2 separate regions of the Sus scrofa genome follow, and region 2 is linked to region 1. Evidence: chromatin contacts called from public promoter capture Hi-C data. All regions are on one chromosome and are shown on one strand. The core of a region is the stretch at or near the end of the contact, and the rest is flanking DNA. Distances in the headings are between cores, read along the strand shown.

Evidence for each region. Promoter capture Hi-C pulls out the DNA fragments that hold promoters and counts their contacts.
Region 2: a contact with region 1 is called in a promoter capture Hi-C map of liver, with 2.5 times the contacts expected there. The contact joins two enhancer-like sites. A contact is called at or near these places in 1 of 5 promoter capture datasets (liver) and 3 of 47 Hi-C or Micro-C datasets (liver and skeletal muscle).

Annotation. Positions count from the first base shown.
Region 1 is chr9:92,996,220-93,003,080 of Sscrofa11.1, reverse strand. No RefSeq gene overlaps it. Among named protein-coding and RNA genes, the nearest start is that of ABCB1, 51 kb to the left of the region's middle. Within about 2 kb of position 1,765, at least 2 of the 83 cell types and tissues checked have an H3K27ac peak or open chromatin away from gene starts, as enhancers often do. A contact at or near this core is called in liver, where this site is marked.
Region 2 is chr9:93,068,344-93,074,899 of Sscrofa11.1, reverse strand. All of the region lies in intron 3 of ABCB1 (ATP-binding cassette, sub-family B (MDR/TAP), member 1), which reads right to left. Among named protein-coding and RNA genes, the nearest start is that of ABCB1, 21 kb to the right of the region's middle. Within about 2 kb of position 3,364, at least 10 of the 83 cell types and tissues checked have an H3K27ac peak or open chromatin away from gene starts, as enhancers often do. A contact at or near this core is called in liver, where this site is marked.

The sequences.
Region 1 (6,861 bases), core at 516-3,015:
AACCTCCCTATGTTCCGGGTGTAGCCCTAATGGAAAAAAAAAAAAAAAAAAAAAAAAAAGAAAAGCAAAAAGCTTACATATTCCTTTGACTTTAGTTCTGTTGACAAGAATTAAAATATGAATCCCCTTTCTGTGAGTTAACATTAGTTTATGAAAAAATAAATTATTAAAATATATGTTTAAATCTATATATGCATAAACATTTAAAAATAATATTTGTTAACCTTTTAAACTAATACTTTAAGAGAAACTCCCCACACAAGGTCATAATTTTCCTATCTTATGGATGGAAAGACTAATAAGATTTAAGGAGAGACCATATGATGAGCTAAGTACAGTGGAGACAAATGTCAATTTTCAAAATTACTTTTAAAAACATTTGCGTAGTTGTTCTTAGTTTTATACAGGTCAAGATGTTATAACTTGAATGCCACTTCACATAACAATAGCACCTCTGTTTCTCAGTGTACCTGGGGAATAAAGGGCTCATATTTTTTATGTAACTAATGTTTGAGTTAAGCTTAAAATTCTCTAATCAGCTGCAGTGCTTTACTCAGCATTTATTGTGCAGTGCAATCTTCTGTGTAACTGAAGCTAATAATGTAAGTGTACAAATTTAAACCACAGTAGACAATATTTTAAACATTTTGGATTAATTGCGTTTTCTTTAAAGGACTATACATTTCCCTACCTTAGTTAAAAAGACTCTAAATAGTATAATATAATCCTTATTGATGATTTTACTTTAGATCTGTATCTATAAATATGCCCTGAGCAGTGGCTGCCTTTGGAAACGGTTCAGGTACCTAGAGCTGTTTGCTACATAGCCCTAGAAGATTGCAGTGTTTGGTGATCTTGGTCTGCCTTTGCATTTGTTGTCTCTTCCTACCAAGTTAGCTGTTATTTCTTAGAGCTGCAGTTGCTGGCCTACGACCACAGCCACAGCAATACAGGATACTTAACCCTCTGAGGCCAGGGATCTAACCCTCATTCTCACAGAGATAGCATTGGGTTCTTAACCCACTGAGCCACAACAAGGATGCCTCCAGGAACCTTTTTTAATCCTCAGGGCACTCCTAGGAGAAGTGATGGCTCTCTTCTTTCCATGTTTCCCAAAAAATCTTGTGTCATGGAAACTACACACATCACTAAACTTATTTCCTGTCTCCTTAAATTGTGAGCTCCTTGTCTTATAATTCTCCTAGTATCTAGTCCGTAGGCACTTAAGAAAATTGTTAAGAGAAAAATAATACAAAATAGAACTTCCTTTTCATGTGAGAGAATTGATGATTTTGAAGAGCAACCAACATTTTTTTCCCCACCATATTCCATCCTTTGAGTATTGTTCTAAATACCTTATTACATTCTTTAGTGATCAAGTAATCCAGTGAGGTGGCTTCTGAAATCCCTTAACTTCCAGCAAGGAAATAAGGGCTTAGAAAAAATAAGCAGCTTGCCCAAACACTCATTTGTGAACAAACAGGCAGCCAGAACAGAAACCCAGGTTTTTTCTGACTGGAGAATCTTCGGGCTTCTCCACATAACAAGTAAGTCAATGAGAGGGAAAACACTCAACTATAGCTGCCTAGTAGAGAAAGCAAGAATGTTGTTTCCAGTTCAAAGGTCACGTTTTCTTGTGACCAAAACTAGCTTTTTTCAAAGAGTCCAGGTGAAAGTATTTCATCATGTATCTTTGCCTCTTGCATATATCTGTAAGCATTCCTGCTTTTCTCTTTGCTATTCTGATTTTCCCAAGTCCAAGGGCACAGGTCTTTCAAACCTTGCTGTTAGAATTTCCACATGGGACAAAGGACAACTGTTACAGAAGGTGCTCCTGAAAATGTTTTGTTTAATCTTTTTTAAGAGCAATAAATTGGGAGTTCCCATCGTGGCCCAGTGGAAACAAATCTGACCAATATCCATGAGGATCCCTAGCCTTGCTCAATGGGTCAGGGATCCAGCATTGCCATGAGCTGTGGTGAAGGTCGCAGGCAGCGGCTCAGATCTGGCATTGCTATGTCTGTGGTGTAGGCCAGCAGCTGTAGGTCCAATTAGACCCCTAGCTTGGGAACTTCCATAAACAGCAGGTGTGGCCCTAAAAAGCAAAACAAAACAACCCCCAATTTTTTTTTAAACAAAGTATTTTTTGGAGTTCCCACTGTGGCTCAGTGGTTAATGAATCTGACTAGGAACCATGAGGTTGCGGGTTTGATCCCTGGCCTCACTCATTGGGTTAAGGATCCGACATTGCCATGAGCTGTGGTGTAGGTTGCAGACACGGCTTGGCTCCAGTGCTGCTGTGGCTCTGGCGCAGGCTGGTGGCTACCACTCCAATTCGACCCCTAGCCTGGGAACCTCCATGTGCTGTGGGAGTGGCCCAAGAAATAGCAAAAAGAGAAAAAAATAAATAAAGGGTTTTTTTGTTTTGTTTTTTTGTTTTTTTGTTTTTTTTGCTTTTTAGGGCCACACCTGCAGCATATGGAGGTTCTCAGGCTAGGGGTCAAATCGAAGCTACAGCTGCCAGTCTATGTCACAGCCATAGTAATGCCAGATCTGACCCACATCTGTGACCTACACCACAGCTCACAGCAACCCTGGATCCTTAACCCTCTGAGGGAGGCCAGGGATCAAACCCGCATCCTCATGGATAGTAGTCAGATTCATTTCTTCTGAGCTTCAATGGGAACTCCTTGTATTTCTTTCTTAGCCTTTTCTTTTTAAATAATTAAAGACTCACAAGAAGTTGCAAAAATTGTAGAGTCCTGTGTACCCTTCATCCAGCTTCCCTGAATGACAGCAGGTAGTAACTATAATACAAATCCAAATCCAGGATGTTAACATTGGTACAATACTATTATGAGACTACTCTAATTTCTTTTTTTTAATTTTATACATTACCATATTTATTTTTTTCTTAATTTTTTAATTAAAATATAGGTTGTGCCAATAAGTTTCTTAACTTTTTTTTTAACAGTTCCCATAAGGCTTTCCCTTTTATTTGATAGAATGGGTAAAGCTGGGTATTAATTTTTATGGTAATGATGAGTTCACCTCTATATTTTTTATGTAAAACTGTATGGTCTTAGATAAAAATACTCTTTTTTTTTTTTGTCTTTTTTGCTATTTCTTGGGCCACTGCTGCGGCATATGGAGGTTCCCAGGCTAGGAGTCGAATTGGAGCTGTAGCCACCAGCCTACACCAGAGCCACAGCAACGCAGGATCCGAGCTGCGTCTGCAACCTACACCACAGCTCAGGGCAACGCCGGATCATTAGCCCACTGAGCAAGGGCAGGGACTGAACCCGCAACCTCATGGTTCCTAGTCGGATTCGTTAACCACTGCGCCACAGCGGGAACTTCCAAGAATACTCTTAATATACCTTACATTAACAAATGATTTCTTGGATTTTTTTTTTTTTTTGACTGTAACAGTGGCATGTGGAAGTTTCCAGGCCAGAGATGGAACCCACGCTATAGTTGTGGCAATGCCGGATCCTTCACCTAATGTGCCACATGGGAACTTCCCAGTTGTTAATTTTGGATAAAACTGACCCAGAGGAAGGTACACACTAGGTTAAAAACAAACAAACAAAAAACCTTGGCAAAAGAGCAGACACTTATTGAACCTCTAGTATATCCTAAGGACTTTGCCAGACAAAAGAACAAAGTGATCCAAAGACACAGTCCTTTAGCCAAATGTTCATTAGAAGCAGGCATCTGAAATGGAGATGAGAGTAAGAAAAATGAATCAAAAGACTTCTTATTATTGAGACCTGGGAACAAAGGTCCCTGCTTTGTGTGTCAGGAAACAGATTGAAACATATTTGGACCTAAATTCAAAAGTTGGTTCTGGTGAATGGTCACCATCATTGTTTAGAGTTGGCTAGAGATGAGTAATCCTAGGACATACTTAGGAAAATAACAAAGTTGAATTCAGGCAGACAGTACACAGTGGTACTCATCTGTGTTTAGTTAGTACCCAAGGGCCACACTTCTAAATACCTTCTACTATGATGTCACCTTCAAGCCCCATGAACAAATCAAACTTCCTCCTAAAAGAGCTGCTCATTTCCATCAATGGCACAGACTTTCCTAGCCAGTTTTTCCCTCCTCCACCTTTCAAAGCTACACTATGAATGTTTCTCACAGCCACCCATTCTTCTCTGTTCTTACTAGCCTAACTCAGAGCCTCATTACCCTTTTTTATTAAAAAAAAAAAGATAAAATCATCATGTTTAGCTTCCCTGATTTGAGGCTACTATAACAAATTACTACAAATTTGGTGGCTTAACACAATTAAAAAACAGTATGGAGGTTACTCAGAATTTGAAAATAGAACTATCATATGATCCAGCAATTCCACTTCTGGGTATTTATTTGAGGGAAACGAAATCAGCACTACATGTTCACTCTAAGGTTATTCACAATAACCAAGATATGGAAATAATATAAGTATCATCAAAGGATGACTGGAAAAAGAAAATGTGGTATCAGCGTTCCCATTGAGGCTCAGTGGGTAAAGAACCCAATGTTCTAGTCTCTGCGTATGAGTGGAAAAAGAATTTTCCAGGTTCAAAGCAAGGTGTAGAAAGGACAAGTTTGGAGTTCCATCGTGACTCAGCAGAAATGAATCTGACTGACGCTGGTTAGATCCCTGGCCTCACTCAGTTGGTTAAGGATCCGGCTTTGCCATGAGTTCTGGTGTAGGTCGAAGACAAGGCTTAGATCTCGAGTTGCTGTGGCTGTGGCATGGGCAACATCTCTGACTCAATCCCTAGCCTGGTAACTTCCTATCCCACAGGTATAGCCCGAAAAAGAAAAGTTTATTGAGGCAAGAGACACTGTTAACACAGTGGGCTGAATTCCTAATAATCAGGGAGCACATATCCTGGGCACGTGGTGGTGTCTGTTTATATAGCCAGAGATAAAAGAGTGCAAGGAGAGGTCTTGACATTCACCTGTTGACCTGCTGATTGGTTGGGGAGGAATGGGGTCTTCTGATACAATTGCTGCTTGGTTGGGGAAGGATGGTGTCTTGGGATATACTTGCTGCTTGGTTGGGGGCGTATATTGCCCCATAGGGGTGGGTAAGGAGGAAGCCACTTACCTTTCCTAGTAGGAGGCAGGAAGGAGTAGGCCAGGTTGCTGGGGTGAGGTGGTCCTTATGAACAATGGAACAATTACAGTGATATAGGATGATAAGGGTCTGGTAATTCTTATCTCAGCCAGAGGCTTTTTGAGTTTTATCTCCTTGGAGAGGCCTTGAAGTCCCACATGAAATCTCCAACCCTTTGCAGTACTCATGAGGATGTGGGTTTGATCCCTGGCCTCGCTTAGTGGGTCAAAGATCTGGTTCTGCTGCAAGCTGTGATGTAGGTCCCAAATTCGGCCTGGATCCAGCGGCATTGCTGTGGCTGTTGGGTAGGCTGACAGCTGCAGCTCCGATTTGACCCCTAGCCAGGGAACTTCCATATGCCACAGGTGTGGCCCTAAAAAGAAGATAGAAAAGAAAATGTGGTAAGTACATACAATGGAATATCGTTCAGCCATAAAAACAGTGATATCCCACCATTTGTGGCAACATGGGTGAACCTGGAGGGCATTATGCTAAGTGAAAAAAGCCAGGGGGAATAAGACATACTTTTTGGTAGAATCTCTAGGATTTTTTATATATGAATATGATCATGTCATCTGCAAAGACAGTTTTTCTTTCCTTCTGATTTGGATGGCTTTTTACTTCATTTTTTTGTTTGTTTGTTTGTTTTTGCCTGATTGCTCTGGTGAGAATGCCTAGTAGTATGTTGACTAGGGACTCTTAGCTTCTTATTCCTTGTCTTAGAGAAAAAGGTTTCAACCTTTCAACAATGAGTATGATATTAGCTGTAGGCTTACAGTATGTGGCCATTATTGTGTTAAGATATGTTCCTTGTATAACTAAATTGTTGAGAGTTTTTATCTTGAAAGGATGTGGTATAGGTCAAATTATTTTATGCATCTATTTAGATGATCTAATTTTTATTTTTCATTTTATTTATTTAATAATAATAATAAATATTAATTTATTAATAAACAGATTGGTTTGCATACATTCAACTACCCTTGTATCCCAGGGATATAGCCCCCTTGATCATGCTGTAAGGTGCCTATAATGTATTGTTAAATTCATTCTGCTAGTGTTTTGTGGAGAATTTTTGCATGTGTATTTATTTATCACACGTATTGGTCTGTACTTTTCTTGTAATGTTTTTATCCAACTTTTTAATCAAGATAATGCTGGTTTCATAAAATGAAAGTGTTCCATCCTTTTCAATTTTTTTGGAAGTCTGAAGATTGTTGTCAATTCTTTAAATGCTTGATAGAATTCACCAGTGAAACCATCTGGTCCTGGGCTTTTCTTTATTGGGAGGTTCTGGACTGACTTATTCTCCTTACTCATTACTTGTTTATTCAGACTTTTTGTTTTTTCATGATTCAGTCTTTCTATGGTGTGTTTCTAGGAATTTATCAACTTATTGCAGGTTATCCAATTTATTGGTGCATAACTATTTATATTGTAGTCTCTTCTAAATCTTTTCTATTTCTGTGGCATCAGTTGTAATTCCTCCTCTTTGATTTGTGATTTTCTTTGAGTCTTCTGTTTTTCTTTCCAGCTAAAGTTTTGGCAATTTTGCTTATATTTAAAAAAAAAAAAAAACCCAGTTCTTATTTTCATTGTTCTTTCCATTCCTTTTCTGGTCTCTGTTTTGTTTCTGTTCTGATCTTTGTTCTTTCCTTTCTGCTGCTAATTTCAGTCTTAGTTTTTCTTTTCTACTTTCTTAAGGTATAAAATTGTTGGAGATTGTTCTTGTTTCTTAATGTAGG
Region 2 (6,556 bases), core at 2,115-4,614, 70 kb before region 1:
TGGAGTTCCCCTTGTAGCTCAGCAGTAACGAATTCAACTAGTACCATGAGGACGCAGGTTCGATCCCTGGCCCTACTCTGTGGATTAAGGATCCACCATTGCCATGAGCTGCGAGGTAGGTCACAGACTAGACTCCGATCTGGCGTTGCTGTGGCTGTGGCATAGGCTGACAGCTACAGCTCCTATTAGACCCCTAGCCTGGGAACTTCCATATGACACAGGTGTGGCCCTAAAAAGACATATATGCATACATACATATATACATATGTATATACATAAGTAACAGAAACAAGCTCACAGACTTCAAAACCAATCTTATGGTTTACCATAGGTGAAGTCATGGGGAGACAGGGAAGAATTGGGAGATGAGAATAACATATACACACTAATGTATAAAATAGATCATTAACGAGATCCTACTGTATAACCCAAGAAAATCTACTCAATAGTTTGTAGTAATGTACACTGGAAAAAAAGAATGGATATATTAATATGTATGATTGATTCACTTTGCTCTACACTACTATTTTCAGTCACCTACACCCCAATAAAACTAAATTTAAAAAAAACAGAGAATACTCTCTGGCCCAGAGATTCTTCTCTCATGTATAAGCCTCTCACAAAACTCTTATTCTTAGGCATTTTTCCAGAAAACCAAAACTTTCAAGCTGAAACGATGTTAGAGATGGTAGAGTCCAACAACATTTTTCCCCCATTTTTTGCTGCTCCACAGCATAGGGAGTTCCCAGGCCAGGGATCAGACCCAATCGGAAGTCTTGGGCCAAGCCACAGCTGCATCAATGCTGGATCTTTAACCTACTGTGCCAGACCGGGGATTGAACCCACATTCCAAGTCACTGCCAATTCTGGTGCACCACAGTGGGAAGTCCAAATCCAATAACTTTTTACTTGAATGGATCTCAAAGGGTTACTACCCAGACCAATATCTGAAAGAAGAATGCGGGGAAAGTATCTAAAAATTCATAATGCTTTTCAGTGGGAAAATGTAGAAACTCTCTGGGCTAGAAAAGACTTCACTAGACTTCCTTTATGAATGAGTTCACTATGATCTCCATTCAAGCAGCTTAGCCCTGGCAAAATAACCCACACAACACTAGAGAAAATGACACACAATTCAATGTTAGAATAGACTGGAATAGTTTATATCCATCTCCTCCTCCTACTAGTGTGAGTGCCTAGAGAGCTGGACACGTCCTAGTTAACCTTATACCCTTCGTGCACACCCTGCCCTGCCATACCTGACCCTACGCCAAAGATCTACAGGGCTTCACAGAACAGCCACACATGGAGACCATTTATGAAAGGATTCCAACCAATGAGTCTCCTATTTTGTATCTAAGTGTTTCATATATTGTAGGATTAAACAGCAGTACTTCAGACCACCACGTTATTAGCTGGGGTAAGAAAAGCCTTTTCTGCCTTTTTTTTTTTTTTTTTTTAAGGGCCACCCCATGACATATGGAGGTTCCCGGGCTAGGGGTCAAAGAGCAGCTGTAGCCACTGGCCTACATCACAGCAACACCAGATCCAAGCTGCGTCTTCAACCTACACCAGAGCTCATGGCAACGCTGGATCCTTAACCCACTGAGTGAGGCCAGGGATCAAACCAGCATCCTCAAGGATTCTAGTCAGATTCGTTTACTCTGAGCCATGATGGGAACTCCTAGAAAAGCCTTTTCTAAAACCAAGCAAGACTTCTAAGAAATCTACAACAAAACAGTGCCCATCACCACAATGAGAGATTCCATACCATTTAGAGATCACATTACATTTTTCTCTGACCCAAATATCTAAGTTTAGCAGTTTTACCTACTAAACATTTAAGAATACTAGGAATTAAAAGCCTGTGACATGGATACTTTTGTGATTTCCTAATTATATATTATATTATAAAGGTGGTTTTTAACCATCTTTCACACCAGGCATCGTTCTAGATATCACAGACACAACCTAGAATGAGAGGGTCATTTTATCCAATCTCATTGGATTTATGTGCAAGCTGAAAGTCCTTTCACTTTCAGGCCCCAGACTTCATGTGACAGGGTAGCACTGCTGAAATATTAAGGAACTTCCTTTTTTCCGTTATAATCTTTCTTACCATTTGAGAAGCTGTAATCAATAAGTAAACCAATAAACAAGATAATTTTAGAATAATAACTTTTTCTTAAGAGCCACACTCGTAGCACATGGATGTTTCCAGGGTAAGGGTCAAATTGGACCTGGGACCTATGCCACAGCTCACAGAGACGCTGGATCTTTAACCTACTGGCTGAGGTCACTGACCATTGACAAACCTGTGTTCTCAGGGATACTAGTCAGGTTCATTACCACTAAGCCACAATGGGAACTCCCAGAGTAATAACTCCTAAAATGTAAATAAAGCAGTGGTGCTGAAGTAACTGGGGTGGGTTGGGGACAAAGGTCTTGGTGAGGGAGAAATGAATGCTAAGAAACTGTTAGAGCAACAGGGCAGGTTCTACATGGCCCCAAGCCAGGAGGGAGATGGGAGTCCTCACAGAACAGAGAGGTCATTGTAGGTGGGCTGTACTGAGTAGGCAATGAGCAATTGGACTGACAGGGCAAGAAGGGGCCCTATCCCGTGGGCCACACAGGCCAACAGAAGTCATTTGCATTCACTCCAGGCCACCAGAAGAGATATGACCAGACGTATGCCTATACAAGGAGAAATGGGAGTTCCAGTCCCAGCTGAGTGGTTAACGAAAGCAACTAGTATCCATGGGGACACGGGTTCGATCTCTGGCCTCACTCAGTGGTCAGTGACCTCACTCAGTGGGTTAAGAATCCAGCGTTCCTCTGGCTATGGTGTAGGCTGGAGGCTAAAGCTCCGAATGGACCCCTAGCCTGGGAACCTCCATATGCCGCTGGCACAGCCCTAAAAAAAAAGAGGAGAAGAAATGTATATGGGGGTACAAGAGTGGACGCACAGAGAGGAGTTAGGAAGAGAAGAGGATGGCTCTGGGCACTGGCTGCAACCAGGTCAAGTGTGGTGGCTCCATTTGGAGTGACTTCAGCACTGCTCCAGGTGGGTAGGAGAGGGACACTCAGCAGAGATTCTGGCTCTGGGCTCCCCTCCACCACTTTCAACTAAGAAAGTTGAGCTGTTTTACCCAGTGAGTGTCCAAGAGAGATGTTATTTACAAAGGGGGATTCTCTAAGGAAGTTAGTAAACTTCCTTAATGATCTGCAAGGTCCATTCTAGCTCAAGAACACCATGATTCCAGTTTTTCCAGTCTTCTCATGCAAGAAGCTCCCTCAACCACAAGCAAGAGGAATTTGGACTTTCTGCCAAGACGATCAATCCCTCTGGCACTCGCCTGCCACTCAGTGTGGCTGGGCTTATTGCAGGTGACAGAGATGACTCTGGCAGCCACAATTTTATGTATGCTCTCACATACCTTTGGCCTGAAGAACTGTGCCCCATGGCTGACCTGCCTGGGACACCAATATGCAAATCTATAATACAACACCCTTGGGGAGAGGAAAGACCAAGAGAAAAGTGCTGGCATTTGCTTCAATTTTAGGCAGAGCTTGGAGTTCCCTTGCAGTGTAGCCAATTAAGGTTGCCACTGTAGGGGCTTGGGTCGCTAACCCAGGAACTTCTACACACCATGGGGAACAGCACCCCCCACCCAAAAAAAAAAAGAATTTTAGCCAGAGTATGAAACCCACTAGTACAGTGGAAAAAAAATACTAAAATAAAGGCAGGATCCCTGAAACAGGTACTCAGCTCTCTGTCCCCTATCAATTCCATTGTGGCCACACTGCCTCAAAGTCCTGGGCACTGGTTTCTACATCTATAAAATTGTAGCTTTGGGCCAGATAATTTTCTAGGCTCATTTTCACCTACACAATTCTGTGAGTTGGTCTTTCATTTATTCATTCCACTTCTTAAACACTTAGAATGGGGTCAGTTACTATATATATATAGCTTCCCTTTGTAATATATTGCAGAGATTACACTGTAACTCATCTACTTTTTGCTTCAAGAAGCATTTCCCCAACAGTAATAACAACACAAAATCTGACTATATTACACTACTATTACTCTTCTAGAAAAACTAGTCCTATCTTAAGTTTTAACTCAAACTTAAAAAATAAACTGTCACACTACACAACATAGTTCAAAATATTTTGTCATTATTTGAGACTCAATTTTCCAGAAACTGATTTCTAAGAATTTTTCCAATGAAATGGTTAGCAGCAGAGGAAAGCCTTGAGCAAATGAAAACAGATCCATCATGGAAATGTTTATGAAGTACTTAGTATTAGCTAACATTCTAGTTTGGAGCATACTCATGATGTCGCCCTTGAGGACAGAGATGGCAATGTTTTCACCAAAGTCTTGAAATACACTTTCAAGGTCTGCATATGATTTATACGCTCATAGTTTAAGCAGCAGAATAGACATATTATTTTGAGGACTGGCATTTTACGAATAGTTTTCACGATCCTCATATGAGTATTAGAACAGTGAGAGTAGAAATGGTCAATGATAGAGATAAATTACTTCCACTTTTTCTCTCATTATTATTATTATTATTGTTGCCTTTTAGAGCCACACTATGGCATATGGAAGTTCCCAGGCTAGGGGCTGAATTGGAGCTGTAGCTGCCGGCCTATATCACACCACAGCAATGCCAGATCCAAGCCTTGTCTGCAACATACACCGCAGCTCATGGCAGCGCTGGATCCTTAACCCACTGAGTGAGGCCAGGGATCAAACCCGCATCCTCATGGATGCTAGTTGGATTTGTTTCTGCTGCGCCATGATAGGAACGCCATTCTCTCAATTATTAATCTGACTTGAGTGTATCATTTCCTCCATTCCTGAGCCCACCATCTAGGAGGAGACTAAACAGAACCAATCATGATATAGCTATGGAGAAAGAGAAAAGTCACCTTTGTACATGTACCATACATGGAACCACCTTGTAATCCTCCATGTCTTCCTTTCTCCGTGTCCTTCTGTCTTTTTCATTGCATGGACTTGCATCTGGTCTGCATGGATTCAAATACTGACTAATTACTAATTCTATGACCTCATGCAATTTAAATTTACTCAACTCTCTGGGCCCTGGTTTCCTCGCCTGTATAGATAATAACACTATCAGCCTCATTTGAATCCTTTAGAAATAAAGGAGTTAATACATGTAAAGCACTAAGCACAGTGCAGTGCTTAGCACATATTAAATGTTAAATAAATGTTAGCTTTAGTTATTGGTAGAAATTGAGTCTTTCAGAGTTCCCATTATGGCTCTGTGGAAACAAACCTGACTAGTATCCATAAGGTCACAGGTGTGATCCCTAGCCTCACTCAGTGGGTTAAGGATCCAGCTTTGCTGAGAGATGTGGTGTAGGCCAGCAGCTGCAGCTCTGATTGGACCCCTAGCCCAGGAACTCCCATGTGTCACAGGTTCAGCCCTAAAATTAAAAAAAAATTTTTTTTAAATGTTAAAAAAATTTAGTCTTTTTTCAAGGCTTAGAACTCCCCATTCCTTCTACTTTTCTCCACATCTTAGCCCATGAAATTTATGATCCCTTCAACTCTAATGTCGCCAAGATTCATTCTCATTTCTGAATCATCATTTACACTTGTACCCAACCTGTCACCATTAACACAATACGTCTAAAATCCAATCATCTTTATCCAGGATCATTTTCAGATAGTGAAACATGTACCATACATGGAAGGAATCATAAGTAAGATTCCGAATTCATAGAGTAAGTCAGAAGTTTGGTAGCAGTTAAGCTTTGTTCATACAAGTGGTGTGTGGCAGGACTAGAGAGTTCTTGAGGCCCAAGTCAAGAGAGACTTTAAAGCAAAGGCAAAAATCTAACAACAGGATGAGGACTGATGGGGGCAGGATGTCAGGAGATCATACCCACAACAAAAAGAGCAGGACAAAGGCTGCTGTCTGATAATTAGAGAAAGGCATTAGGAGAAGAGAAAAATAATGAGGGATCTATTATAGCAGAGAAGGATTTGATTTTTCAAAAAGGTTTTAGAACTATCTAGTTAAACACCATACTTAGTGTAAAACTCTCAGGCTTTCTAGAGCCTTATCAAATCTAAGCCTTCTTAAGGAAAACTTCTTGTCCAACAAGGAGGCTCTTGTACCTATTTTCCCACCTCCCCAAGGAGAGGCCATGAAGTTCTACCTGGGGAAGGGCAAAAAGAAGAAAAGTCAGAGTGTCTGAGGCATAGGGATTTGGTCTGCTGGAGATAGTTCTCTTACCACCTTACAGGGGAAGAATCAAATCTTTCCATGCTCTGTGGTAGCTGAGCAAACCTAACATGTACATCTATGTCCATTCTGATCCTACCCACTTTTACGAAGTCCAGACATACACCATGATCCTACAGTGTGTGTGTAGGGGGGGGTGTTACATTAATTATCTGTGTTTACAGAGCTATAACCAACTGCTTGGGAAGGAAAGGATGGATACCTGGCTTCATGTATAGAAATCATGGGAGGCTTCCAAGAGTAGGTGACAACCAAGTCTGATTAGCACA